Linked DNA regions of Hordeum vulgare: region 2 is linked to region 1. A link is a contact called in public Hi-C data. All regions are on one chromosome and are shown on one strand. The core of a region is the stretch at or near the end of the contact, and the rest is flanking DNA. Distances in the headings are between cores, read along the strand shown.

Region 1 (7,375 bases), core at 1,692-4,191:
AAAAAAAAAGCCCTGCCCTTCCATCTCTTGGATAGATAGAGAGGGATTCGAACCCTCGATAGTTCCTAGAACTATACCGGTTTTCAAGACCGGAGCTATCAACCACTCAACCCTTCTGATTTATTCCTTGCTGGCACTACGCTGACCGAGGGAGGGTTCTGATGAATATTGGTCATCACGCGTGGACTTCTCTTCAGGCCTCGTTTTCCGCGACTTCCTTAGCCCGAGCTCCAAGGAGGGAGGAGAGAGGGAGGCAAGAACCATGCTTTCAGAGAAGTGGCGGTCCGAATCTGTTTCAGTAGAAGGGAAGAAAAGATGGTCACTCCTTTTAGGAACATGGCGAGCCTTACTTACGACTGTTGCACTTCACTCGCTGCTCCCGATCGGGAAATGGGAGTTCTAACCGGTCCTAACCCCAATTCCAAACAAATTGATTGGACCGAGGTTCGTGCAGGGAGAGAATAGAAACTAATAACGATGGAGCAAGAAAACGGGCCTTATTTGCAGCATCAGGTGCAACATTATTCCCCCCTGGAGAGCCAGCGGGTCCCAGGTGGAAGGTCTATCCAATTTGGTTATATTATATCATGGATTTACCACTTTCGAAGAAGTACCGATCTCAAAGAACTGTCCGGCCCACTTTCAGGTTATGAAGGTCGTTGAGAACAAAAGATGTAGTTTCTTTCCTCTCGTTTTCCAATAGAGCTGCAAACGCTACTGTAAGCCGAAGACGAATGCTGGCCAAAAGTAAGCAAAGCAGGAGAGGCGTCGTTTCCTTCAGTTGGTCAACCAAATAGGGCGGGTCATACCGTAGGTAATATCCCCAACAATACCCACTCCACTTATTTCCAGGGTCATCCTTTGAGAAAGAAATCATTCACAACCGCCACACTTCCTCCCCTGCTCTCCCAAATCCTAAACCTTCGATTCCTGGATAGATTCAAAGGAAGATAATTCCATTGCAAGATCGAGTCATTCCCCATACTTTGACCAATCACTTTTGTCTTTGAGCTTAATTTTAATCCTTGGCTAATGTCTTGTTACTCTAGTAGGTTGGAGACTCCTAGGAAGTAGGAGTTTTTCAGTGAGTAATCGATTGTTGTGATTTACTCCAAAAGTTTGTGAAAGTTTTGAGGTCACGTCAATGTCTACCACTAGCGGTTGAGAAATACCTCCGTTGTGTTATCACAAGGAGAATAGGGCGAGTCTGCATGGTGTTGGTCTATCTTCGTGGTTACACCCCACACCTCCAACGATGACAAGGTTTCCTCCAAGGAAGTGAACATCGAGGTACATCCTCGTCTCCGGAGTTTCGGTTATCCCTAACCCTAACTCTTTACTTGTGGTTTACTTTGGTCATTTGACCTTTGAACTTGCTATATCATATTGTGTTAATTGTCTCACCATATTATTCTTATCACCTCTTGTTAGAACATCAATCACCTTAGCAATATTTAGGCCTTCGCTCTAAGTCGGCCAGTGTTAATATTTGTTATCACCTCTTGCTAGAATATTCAGAACATCAACCTGCCTTCCTTCTACCTCGTCATGTAATACCACTAGGAGACCATATGCTGGTCAGTGTTAATTTTTGTTATCACTAACGTGCTATTACCAACCGCTATAGACCCATCATCGAAGGGGCTTAAGCGCTTGTCAATGAAGGATAAATTCAAGCTGTGGTTATATGTGGAACCCATTTACCCGATGGTAGGCTCGTCAACTAAGAGATCTAGAGCACAACATCTAGTTAGCTAGAGATTTGTGTATCAACAAGTAAAGGTGGGACAAATTATCAAACCCGAAGGAATCGAGGTCACGTAATTCATCTCTAGTCATTCCCGGTGACCCGAGCATATCTTCACAACCAAACAAATCACATCCAATTATTTCACGAGATGATACACCGACAAAATTATCCCTGATGAACATATCTTCACAAACAAACAAAATCTTTTTTCTAAAGGTACAAACAAACAAATCACATATAGTTATTACACAAGACGAGACACCGGCAAAATTATCCCTGATATAGTTACACGAGCATTTGTATTATCATTGTTTCTTTCTACTCCCTATGTACTGTAATATAGGTCGTTGTAGTAGCTAAACCAGCGACCTATATTACGGTACAGAGGGAGTAGGTTTCTAGTATTTTATGGATGGTGGTTTTCTTTTACTTCGCTATATATTCCTTGTCTACATGACACTTTTTTTATGGAATCATCCACATAACAAATACTCCCTACGTTCACAAAATATAAGACAACTTAATAAATATTTTAATATAAACTACTCTCTCCGTTCCTAAATATAAGTCTTTTAAGATATTTCACTAGGTGACTACATACAAAACAAAATGAGTGAACATACACTTTAAAGTATGTCTATATACATCCGTATGTAGTCTTCTAGTAAAATTTCTATAAAGACTTATATTTAGGAATGGAGGAGTACGTACAAATGAACATATCTATACATTCCATGCAGCAAGAAAGTTACGAACATCTTATATTTATAAACTGAGAGAGTAAGAACCCAATTATAATTATTTAGAAAACGGAGGAGTAGGATCTATTGAAGATACCGGTTCAATATACTTGTAAAGTCACGCCATACTACTGGATGCGACGAATTCGCCTGCATTTTCCGAGGTTCTACTCCGGCCAACTAGACAGCGCCACAACGGAGGCTCCAAGGCAAGGCGCGAGTGAGCCCGGCTGGGCTGGGCGGGGCGAGCGAGCGGCGTAGTACTAGCGTGGCGACGCGAAATGCAAAGCCAGCTCACCCGCGGCCACACCATAGGCCCCGCCCACGCCCACCTCGTGCCCCGTTCGATACAAACGAAGCAGAGGCGCATCAGCTTAAACCCAAACCCGTCTGCCATCTGCACTGCTCACGGCACAGGCACACGACTCGCACGCCTCACCACCTCATCTCCAATTCCGAATCCAGATGGCGCAGGTGGTGGCGGCGGCGGGCGCGGCGGGAGCGGCCAGGCCGCTCGGCGGCGCATCCGGGGCCGATTCGCTACGGCCCGCGGCGAGGCTGCCCTTCGGCCCGCGCGACGCGAGGGAGAGGTGGAGCGGGAGCGTAGCCTCGAGGGGTCGACGCGAGCATCCGGTCGCCTCGGTGATTAGCGCCGACGCCGAGGTGCTGCCGGTGTCGCCTGACGACGACGCGGTCGTCAAGGTAGCGTTTCCTCGTACTTGACTGCTACCTCAGCTGCTCGCTAGCTGGGGAACCGCTGTTTTTGTGGTCTCCGGTTACTTTGGGGCATGAAATTGGCTTTCCGTGACAGTGAAATCGGATTTATCACGCTCGGGACATCATTTTCGTGTGCATGACGGTGGAATTTGGAGTCCGGGGCTGTTGGAAATGTCATTTTCTAAAGCTTCTCCTCCATGCGTTGTTGCTTGAATTTTGGCGTCTGTTTGTGCTCTTTTATGTTTATATGCATCCATAAGAGCTGCTTGTCTGGTACACCAAATTCTGCCCGTCGTTTTGAATGTTGTAAAGCGTATACAGTATTTCGGAGTAACAGCGCCATATATGATATACCCCCTTTCCTTTTAGGCTATTTTTCATCTGGCTTGAGTTTTAACTGCGAGGAAATTATGTGGCTTAATTTTTAACTGAGAGGATAGCTATTAATTATCTGGCTCAAGTTTTAACTGAGAGGATAGCTATTAATTATGTTATTACTGTTTGCAGAATTGACATTGGAACCATTCAATATAGTTAAGGAACGTTTCCGTGCACTCGAAAAGTCTAAATAATTGGTATACTTTGTAACAGCCCCTTCTAGAAATCATTTGCGGGAATAATTCTCAGCAGAATCTGTACTGGCTTATTTCCTGCCACTGAAAAGGATGGAACCCCTTAATCTTATTTGGAATAGCTCAAAACGGATGAGCTATTTTAAATATGGATGTGCTACTTTCTGATCACTTAGGTTAAATCTCAATTCCGAGTCTTCTCTAAGCCACTTATCCAGTAAGCTATGAACATTTATGATGAACGTGACATATATTCTTGTTTTCTAATTTTCTCTGTGGTAGGCAGTTATTTAACATGACATGTTTTCTGGCTTGCGTGTTGCAGTTATTCATAATAGTAAGGTGTATTTCTATTTTGGAAGCAACCTTATGAATTGAAACTACTGTCAATAATACTTCTTCTTGACAGGAAGAAGAAAATTTCCAGCATCTTAAGGCTATACAGCAACTAGCAACAGCAGCCAATGGTGTGTGGTCTAAACCAAATGTTAGGCGCAAGACAAAGATTGTGTGCACAATTGGTCCCTCAACTAACACGAAAGAGATGATCTGGAACCTTGCTGAGGCTGGCATGAATGTGGCTCGGCTTAATATGTCACATGGAGACCATGCATCACACCAGAAAGTTATCGACTTGGTGAAGGAGTATAATGCTCAAACGAAGGATAACGTGATTGCGCTTATGGTTGACACCAAGGTTTGTATTCCCTTTTTCAGAGCTTATGCATACACTCTGTTGGATGAGCAATCTAGTTCTCAGAATATGCTCTATTTGTGTCAGTCTTAACTATAAGTCTGTCATGCCCATGCTAGCGCATGTTTTGCTCTGTTAATGAATACTGTATTTAAACCTTTTGATGCTGCACTTCTTTCATCATATTGTACCTTGATTTCTCTGATTGAAGCTAGATTTTACATTTCAGGGTCCGGAAGTTAGGAGTGGAGATTTGCCTCAGCCTATATTCTTGGAAACCGGCCAGGAATTCACCTTCACAATTAAGAGGGGGGTTGGGACTGAGACATGTGTTAGTGTTAACTATGATGACTTTGTTAACGATGTAGAAGCCGGTGACATGCTCCTTGTGGATGGTATGTGCACGTTCTTTTCCCATTCTGGTATTTGATCATTTGATCTTTGTTGGTGAGACATGATTTTTTACAGAATGTGCGGATGCAGCAAATCAGTTTATCTGAAATAGTTTACTACTAACTTTTAGCTAGTGACTGAATAAATTTGTATGGCCGCATATAACTGTATATAGTGAATTGGATAGGTTCACGAAGAGCTGGTCTTGCTTAAGTCAACTTTCTGAGATGGAGTTTACCAGCACTTTTATTTGCAGGTGGTCTTGCTTAGTGTGCACAACTGATTAACATTTAAATTAGAACATCAGATACCTGTGTAACATCCTTCTACTTTTGTTCTCTGTATTTTTTATGCTTGTAATGATGATTATATTTTTTGATTATGTAACTTCGACATTAAAGTGATTTATGTTGTGTTAATGATCATTATATTGGTTATTTAGGAGGAATGATGTCATTTCTGGTCAAATCAAAAACCGAAGATTCTGTAAAATGTGAAGTTATTGATGGAGGTGAATTAAAATCCAGGCGTCACCTGAATGTCCGTGGCAAGAGCGCAACCTTGCCATCAATCACTGGTAATAGTCATCATATATATTTCATTGAATAATATAGATGCTCTTGTCTCATGCACATTTTCCAAACTTGCAGATAAGGATTGGGATGATATTAGGTTTGGAGTGGAAAATCAGGTTGACTACTATGCCGTTTCTTTCGTCAAAGATGCTCAAGTTGTGCATCAATTGAAGGATTATCTCAGAAGTATTATTCCAGACTTTATAAACAGTGTGGGTGTTGTTTTGAGTGTATCTTGACCATGTTTCCTTTTTATTTTGACTCAGGCTCGAATGCGGATATACACGTAATTGTGAAAATTGAAAGTGCAGATTCTATTCCAAACTTACATTCAATCATTACGGCATCTGATGGGGTAAGAGGTTGGCGTTCATTGTTTCTTGAGTTTAGCAAGGGGCACTATACAATACAGTACATCTTAACTATGAAAGATCTTGAGTTGTATGGGCATCATGAAAAGGGCTTCTTCTCCATCTTTAATCTTTTTCTATAGAGTGTATCACTGTTGGTTTTAGTTTTGAAGTACTGACATACGAATTGTCGAGTTCTGTAGGCTATGGTTGCCAGGGGTGATTTGGGGGCTGAACTTCCTATCGAGGAGGTACCTTTGCTGCAGGTATGATCTAGTTTATTGCTCACTGTCGGTTTACAAGTCGACGAGTCGTTCCGTGGTTGAGACTCATAGACTAATCATGACAATTCGAAGTTTCAACTCATAGACTAGTCGACCCTGAAGTGTAGTCGGCTCTGGAATTGCGACTCATTAACTAGTCTATCGACTAGTCTTGACTAGTCCTTCGACTCGTAGTCCATGCTGTCCACAAGTCCATTGCACTAAATGCCCCCTTCTCTGCTTAGTTGTTTGTTTAAGCGACAAGCTACAAACTTGGTTGTGCTCCGTATAATATCAACTACACAATCTACGCTTGGAAGAAAATAATTATTAACCGAGGACTGCTTTGCACTCGTTTGTATATACATCTAGGTAGCTATCCAATTTGGAACCTGGCACTGAACTTTCTTTGCTTCCGTCAGTTGATTCAGTATAGGATATACACGACATGCTTAGAGTTTCATGTGTCCCGATGCAGGAAGAAATTATTAGAATGTGCAGAAGCATGGGAAAAGCTGTCATTGTCGCCACTAATATGCTGGAAAGCATGATCGTTCATCCAACTCCAACCCGAGCAGAAGTTTCAGATATTGCTATAGCTGTTCGGGAAGGTGCTGATGCAGTTATGCTTTCTGGGGAAACTGCACATGGAAAGTATGTGTTTTCGTTTCCTTACACATAACAAAATATTGTTTATATATTTCCAGCAAACTATATGTGCACCGACAGTCCATTGTTAATAATTTAACTAACAAAAGCCAGCCGATTTTATGACCAAGTAATATTTCTGCAGTACTATAGGATGTTATTTTTGTGATTGCATTCTTTAAATGTTCCAGAAATTGTTAGAACCACTATTGTGTGTTCATCAGCTATAAGCTGTTGTAATTGTTGGTGATTTTGCCCTTGTCCTATTATTTGTCCTTAGTAAACTATGATATCTGACTCTACTTTCAATATGTTTGCTCTGAATTTGTGGTATGTTGTTTTGGTTTCCATCCAAGTTAGCTCCTTCAAACGTTTTTGTTGCGTTAAGAATTATTGAACTGCCACATGGATCATGGATTGCTCGATTTTGTTGTAATAAATCATGGATAGGGGAGTTGGTATGTTGATGTTTAGTTACACTCTTTTTGTTGCCCTTTTGGTTTGTTTAAAAGATGCTTGCTATTTGTGACGTGCATTTAAGATGGATACTGACTAAGCTTTACCACTTGATGTCGGACAGATTTCCCTTGAAAGCTGTCAAGGTCATGCATACTGTTGCACTAAGAACTGAAGCAACTATTACTGGCGGGGAAACACCGTCTAACCTTGGTCA
Region 2 (7,375 bases), core at 3,493-5,992, 310 kb before region 1:
GATCGGGAGGAAGGAGGCAGGCTCGCCGCTTGCGGCAGCTGCACACACCGGCGGCGGCGCTCCCGCCGGCGCGGAGGGAGGTCGGCGGCAGAGGGTCTTCAAGGCGACGGAGGGAACGCGGCACGGCGGCGGGGCGCAAGCAAGGCGTTGCTGCTCCTGGAGCTCGGGGGAGCCGGCCTCGGGAGGAGATCCGGGAAGGGTCGGCCTCCAGGCGGCGGCGGCGCGATCCGCGCCCGGGAAGGGCAGAATCTGGGCCCGGATGGGCCTGGCGGCTCAGGGAGGAGAGAGGAGGAGACTGTTGTGGCAGCTAGGGTTAGGTCGGCGTGGAAAACAAGGCTAGGTTAGGGGTTGGCTGTCCAAATTAGGTAGGGGGTTGTCTATTTATAGACAGGGGCTAGGGTTATCCGAATTCGGCTTCGTTTTCGACCACGGGATCGCGATCTAACGGCCACGAATGCAGGAATGGCTAGGTAGGCTGTGTAGAGTGGCTAGCCGGAGACGAGAGGGAAAACGGGCACCTGACAACACGATTTAAAACACCGAAAAACGTCTGACGATAAAACGAATATGGTGCCGCTATGGACGACCGTTCAGGTACCAAACGGACTCCGATTGCGACGAAAACTGGCACGCAGCCTATCTATATTAAAATAAGACCGCACACCAAGTTTCAACCCAATCATAGAATATTTTATGATCACTTTTAAAAACAAGGATTTCACGATGTCGCGTGGCGCGTGCGTGTGTGGTTGGTCACAAAACGGTCAACGACGAAAACGGAGAGAACCTGCGACTAACAACGGATGCAAGTTTTGAAAACTGGCGGCAACGGAATGCCGATGCAATGCGGAATATGCGAATGATGCGATGATGAACGCAACAAACAAATAATAACACAGTGGCAACGTAATAAAAGGGGAATCTTCTGGAGCGTCGGTCTCGGGCTGTCACACCAGCCTTGAAAGCGCATACTGCTTGATGCTGAGAAATGTTTTCCAATGTGTGATGAAGGGTGGTCCAATGCTGGATCTAATCTCTTAGAGTTTCAATCTGCTTTTGCACACAATGTTGTAACTCAGACAAACCAGCAAGACGTTTGCACGTGTCCTCGAAAGTTTTGATGAACACTCGGGCAAGATCCTCCTAGCAATAGATGCTAGAAGGAGCCAACTGATTCAGCCACGCCAGGGCCGAACCATCCAACATTAGAGACAAATGCTTCATGGCAACATTGTTGTTTCCTCCGCCAATCTTCACTGCCACTCGGTAATCATCGAGCCATGTTTCAGTCTTTGATTCTCCCGTAAACTTGCTTATTCCAGCCGCCAACCTGAAGTTGGGGGGAATATCAGCGGACCGAATTGCTCTGCTGAAACACTCGGGACCAGAGACAACGGTCCCGCTACCACTCGGATGATCTCTGTCATAACCATCTCTGTGAGCCCTGCCCCTATCAATCCGCCTCTGTGCGAGTACATTCCTCGCATCAAACCTAGGACTCCTCTCATCGCCGAACGGGCGCCTATCATCGTAGTGTCGTGCACATACGAACCACTTCGCGGGGGAGAATGCACTCGACGACGGTCATCACGGTGATAACGGGGAGCAAACTGATTTTGCCCCTGATCTCTGTACTGGTCCTCATGGTAACCTCCGCCCCTGCGATGCTGAGGTGACCCTAGACTATAAAGTGACTGAACTGTGTCTGTTGTGGGTGAATTACCGTGAAATCTATCGAGTGAATGTGATACAGCCGAATTTTGCTGCTGCGCTGCGTGAAGCAATGTACGAATCTGTTCTAAGCCTCTGCCAGCCTCTGAATTTGACGGCTGAATGGAATCTGCTATCTTAGCGACGGATGTAACATTCAGAACTGGAGTACGAAATACCTCGACGTTGTTCTAAGGTCCACTCGAAAACAACTGCTCTTGACGTCGACCGGAAACCGAAGGATGTTGGCGGGCGTGTCCACTCGACGGCTCTCCAACTTCGTGTCCGTCACGACCGAACCCAGTCGGGCTTTACATCAAACCTTCCATGAAAACCTCAGCTGCAGGATTGCAACTCTCGCACTCGGAAGGGACGTCAGACTAATCTGACGCCGAGTCGAACATGCCCCAAAGTGATTCGGCGGGCTCAATGGCTGCAAATTGTGGAGATGATGCTTGGCGAGTCACAACATGCTTCACCCATCGTTGGAGCCACGAGCATCCGGATCACTTGTGGCGACGAACAACGGGGAGAGCAATCGACACCAGAGTCGACGACGCCGAAGAAGAACACCACAAGAACTTGCACGGAAGTGCATCGCCCCGCGGATCGGGAGCGCCTCAACGCCGAGAGGCGCCTCCTGAAGCCATGCCGAGTTGTCGACAATGAAGGTGAGCGCGCCAAGACGGATCTCGCGGCCCAAGAACAAATCACCGCCGGAAGACATGACGAAGAAGAAAATCGCAAACTTGCCGAAAGTCGCTTAGATGCCTGCCCCACGATGGGCACCAACTGTCGTGGGAACGAGCCTGAGAGTAGAGGTGAGGGGTACGTAAGGAGAGGGCAGATTCCTAGCTACGGTGAGTTTGTACACACGATATATGAGTTCAAGCCCCTCTCGTGGAGGTAACAACCCTACGTCTTAGTGCTCTGGAGCTCTTGTCGTGTGGAATGTGTGTATTACAGGGGGTGCGAACCCTTGTGCCAGAGGGGAGGGGTGGCTTATATAGAGTCGCTACCCCCATCAAGACTGGGCATCCAAGGGTTCGATTAATAGAGATAATGGCGTACGTTACAAAGAACGTATGTTATAAATGTTACTTACGACGACTAGTCGAATGCCCGATGGTTGGCCTTCCAGGAGCGGCTTCTGATCTCCTGTGCTCGACTGGCTTCTAGTTCTTCCAAGTGAAAGTCTTGCGTTGAGTGGAGAGAGAAAGTCTCCGAGTGGATGTTCTACCGAGTGACGCATGCACCATGGCGAGTCACTCGGAGCCTTCCTTGAAATCTTTAAGTCTTTAATGTTGTGTCCTTGGGTAGGACATGTAGGTCAGGCCTATGACCCTACCCTAGGTACATATCCCTATCACCTCGTCCCCTTCCCGCTTCGATTGGGAGCCATGGCCATGGGCGACCTCCCTTCGCGCGTGCACAAACCCGTGTGAGCTCGCCGTCGCCGGCGCTGCCGCCCGGCCTATGCGTATAGGAGAGCTGCATCAACGGTTCGGTGGAGCTCCATGGTCACCACGGGCACCACAGTCATCATCATTTTTGTTACAACCGGTGTCAAAATTTTCTACAAATGACATCGAAATTTGCTACAACCCACACCGCATTTTGCTACATCGCACATGGCGTCGTGATTTTCTGCTACAACCGGTGTTTCATTTTGCTACAACCGACGACATGGCGAGCTGCATCCCCTCTCTCAACTGCTCCATGGCCGACGAAGTTGCGTCCATGGCTGAAGGCGTAATTTTGCCACATGCTTCAACCGACACCGCATTTTGCTACCACCGGTGTCGCATTTTGCTACATCGCACATGACGTCGCGATTTTTGATACAAAGGTGTTTCATTTTGCTACTACCGACAACGTGTTTTGCTGCATTCATTAACAAGGCCATGATGCTTCAAGCGCGGCGGTGAGCACGAAAACAAGATGCTGGTGTAGGGTTGTCGCGAATCCCGATGATGATAACTAGCATGGAGTAGGAGGGGAGGGGCGGTGCTGCGACCAGAGGGAGGTGGGCAGTAGGAGAGCGCAACGCGTGCCCCGGCGAGCTGTGTGAGATGCGGGAAGGAAATGTGGACGCTCCGCGAGGAAGAAGAGAGCTCTCGACGAATCGTTTTTACCTAAATCTAATGGTCTACGCGACTGGATCTCACGGCCCGCGCTCGACCGGTCGAATCTTTTGGGCCGACGCGTCGGCGCCTATGAGTGCCCTTTGTGTAGCCAAAACCAAAAGGGAAACGCTTGTAGCCGGCGCGCCGACCGAACTGTTCGGCCGGTTCCGTGCGACCCGCACGTGTGACTGGCTAGGCATGCATCTTTTTTCCATCCAAATTTGCTACAACCGACGTTTAAATTTGCTACAAGCGTTTTCGATTTGCTACATTTGTCCACTACAAAAGTTGCATTCACGTTTGGTTGCAACCCAAAATTCGTCGAATTTTTTTTGGTACAACCGCGTTTGATTTTTGCTACAAACGGTGTTGATTTTTGCTACAACCGGCATCAATTTTTGCTACAACCATTCACTAAAAAAGTTGCATACACGTTAGTCAGAGTTGCAATACAAGTTCAACGGATTGTTTTGCTACAACCCATATTTTGTTTTGCTACCACGCATCATCAACGTCTTTTTTTACCACGACCATGTTGATTTTTTTTGTTATAACTATATTTTTACTGCATCCGTGATCGAAATTTGCTACGTTGCTGTTTGTTTTTGCTACCATTAACTATTTTTAATGGTATAGACAGTTAAACGGGATTCGATTGCAACCAGCTGAAAGTTTAGGCCGGCGCAGATCAGTGCCCAAACCAAAATGTGTGTATGTTATCGGAGATGCTCTTAGCACCGGCCGAGCGACCCACTAGTCAGTTCTCTTTCTCCCCCACCCCACCTAACTTCTCCGAGAAAAAGCCGAGCAGGGGCGCCGCCGCCGCCATCTCCTTCTGCTCCTCATCAGGCCTCCCGAGACCCGGAGTCCGCAGATCCGGCAACCTCGCGCCTTGATCTTGCAGCTCCGGCCGTGCTCCTCGCTCTCCTTCCCGGCATACGGCGCCTGGTGTTCGTCATCCACGACGCACCGGTGGCCCGTCTTCCACGCCGCACGAGTAGGGGCGCATCTAGCCTGCTCATGGGGCTCAACCCTACCTAGCACCCGGTGCTTGAACAAGAGTCTTTTTTTTTGCGAAGAGCTTGAACAAGAGTCTGACTCCCTATTTTTTTTTTCCGGCGTCTTGCAGCGTTAGCCCCGGGTCAAAGAGACGCGTCGCAGCTGCCCGCCTCCAAATCCCCCACCATGCCCCGCGCTCGCAGGCCTCGCCGTGAATGGTCGGACGGCGTCCCGCCCGAGCTTCTTGGCGTCATCTTCCTCGACCTGGCCTGCCTCGCCGACCGTGTCTACTTCGCCGCCGTCTGCCGCTCGTGGCGCTCTGTCGCGAGGGCGGCTGGCGGCCCGCCGGCGCCGCGCCAGCTCCCGTGGCTCCTTCTCCCGTCCTCCGACAAGCCCTCCTTCTTCAGCCTCCACTCCGGGGCCAAACGCTGCCTACGCCTCCCAGAGAGCGTCCGCGGCGCGCGCTTATGTGGCTCCCATGATGGCGGCTGGGTCGCGCTCGCCTTCGAGCAGTGGCGAGGGTATGCGGCCGTCAACCTCCTCTCTGGCGCGAGGGTTCTTCTCCCCGACAGGCTCAGGACTGCCCTGCCCCACCCGTTCGGGCCCCATGCGAACACCGCCTGCGAGCACCACATGGTCATCCGCGCCATCACCTTCTCGGGGTCACCCTCAGCAGAGGACTGCCTTGCCGCCGCTCACGTCTCCAGCGCCTCCAACATCGCGTTCTGGCGGCAGGGAATGAACAGGCACTGGATCACGTGCGGGGTCGCTCTGGACGTAATCCAGGACATCATCTACTACGAGAATGGGTTGAAGCAAGGTTTCCATGTCCTGTCAAAAACAGAGGACATCGTGGTGTATTCGCCCAACGCCGACAAGGGCGCCCCTCTGGTGATGACCCGTACCTCGTACCAGGTCCAGGAGCGTGCTGATATTCTCAGGCGCAAGTCACGCATAGTGTCCCGCTATCTGGTGGAGTCCCGCGGAAAATTGCTAATGATCCTGCGGCTTGCCAAGGGTGGCAAGAATGGGTTCAGAATCTTTGAGATGAACCTTGTGATTGCTCCGGATGGGGGCTCTGAAGCTTCTTGGGTGGAGCTTCACTCGCTTCCTGGTAGGGTGCTCTTGCTTGGTCGCGGCTGCTCTAGGGCCGTTGAGGTGTCTCAGTTCAACAGGCTCCAACTGGGCAGCATCTATTACTTGGACGATACTAGCTTCGACATATCCTTGGCATTAAGCAGTGGGAGTAAGTATTACAGTACTGACATGGGTGTTTATGGTCGCAAAACACTAAATAGGGCGCGTAGTGTACGGCGCTTTCCGCGTAAATGTACTTCAGAGGGCTCTCCACCAATCTGGTTTATGCCCTGACTCTGTATGCAGTTTGGGGGAATTTAGCAAGTCTGGCTCCTTGCAATTTTTTGCAGTATGCTAAAAGATGCCAGACACTGTATATTCAGAAATAAGTAAGTAGATTCCTGTGAAACAAATGTATGACATGTTGGAATCATTAATCAATTATATTTTATGTCACCTGTACATTGTTAGAGTTCGTTTAATCCCTTTTGTGGTACCCCCAATCTAGTGTCTGAATTTTGTGATAATTGTGCTCGGTTGTGTCATTTAGCAAACAAAACACTTCTCCACTAGCGGGCTGTAGCCTATGAGGCGTCTCAGGGCAATTGGATCCAATTAGGGCATGCAGTTCCTGGATGATGCTATTGGTTGGAGAATGGGAGCAATTACCCATGCCCTGCCATTAGCTCGTACTCGGGGTGCAAGGTTCCCCATGATGTGTAGTAGGGCTTGCCATGTGAGGTGTCAACTTGTAATCAGGTCAGGTTTCATCCTTGAGCTAGGTAGAAATGTTCTGATATCCTCTGCAATCTTGTTTATATTATGTTGTTTCCTAATATGATTGTCATGCAGTTCTGCCAATGGAAATTTTATTCACTATGGCTGGAAGGACCAATGACTTAGTGTTTTTTTTGCAGTCGTCTTTATTCTGGATTACACTAGACGAAGCTTAAATTCATGCATGTTTTATCAACCTTCTGTGATAATTTAGTCCCACTGTCAAATAGATCTCCTTTGAAACTAAGATAGGTGATGAAATTCTGCATTTCTGAGGAAGAAAGTGAAATGAATCCGCCGGTCACCACACAACTAGAAGAATCACCAATCAGTAGTCCATGCAGGAATTACATATCCAGAGTATCCATCGTTACAATTTCCAGTCACGGTTAGGTAGGAATGATGGCTTTCTAACTTTACAGAGCCCCTACTTTTTTATTTTGAGGGAAAACATAGATAGCCCCTAATTGATCTGTATATATAGTGTTGTTAACACACTTTAGCTACTTCATTATTCTTTCTGTACTTGTACGACCCAGACCCACCAGATAAAATTACTGTGTTCCACAAGTAGTACTGGTTCAGAATTTGACTTGTAGAGCAGGCACTGTGGCCTTAGATCTCAGCTACCATGTGTCTAGTGCAATCGATTTGGCAAACTCGTTAGACTGGTGAAGTATGGCAAT

What was found. Hi-C and Micro-C count contacts between places; a contact is called where the count stands out from the background.
Region 2: a contact with region 1 is called in a Hi-C map of leaf, with 7 times the contacts expected there. The contact joins the promoter of LOC123444017 here to the promoter of LOC123444016 in region 1. A contact is called at or near these places in 4 of 6 Hi-C or Micro-C datasets (leaf and seedling) and 1 of 1 datasets of contacts at active chromatin or transcription factors (embryo).

What each region holds. Positions count from the first base shown.
Region 1 is chr3H:409,691,903-409,699,277 of MorexV3_pseudomolecules_assembly, reverse strand. It overlaps LOC123444016 (plastidial pyruvate kinase 2), which reads left to right and starts at 2,941. Exons shown (of 12, transcript XM_045120610.1): 1 at 2,941-3,192; 2 at 4,189-4,476; 3 at 4,703-4,868; 4 at 5,309-5,443; 5 at 5,517-5,627; 6 at 5,708-5,796; 7 at 5,995-6,057; 8 at 6,533-6,708; 9 at 7,283-7,375. The coding sequence starts at 2,956.
Region 2 is chr3H:410,003,463-410,010,837 of MorexV3_pseudomolecules_assembly, reverse strand. LOC123444017 reads left to right here and starts at 4,742. Exons shown (of 2, transcript XM_045120611.1): 1 at 4,742-4,883; 2 at 4,966-6,368. The coding sequence starts at 5,022. The coding sequence ends at 6,206.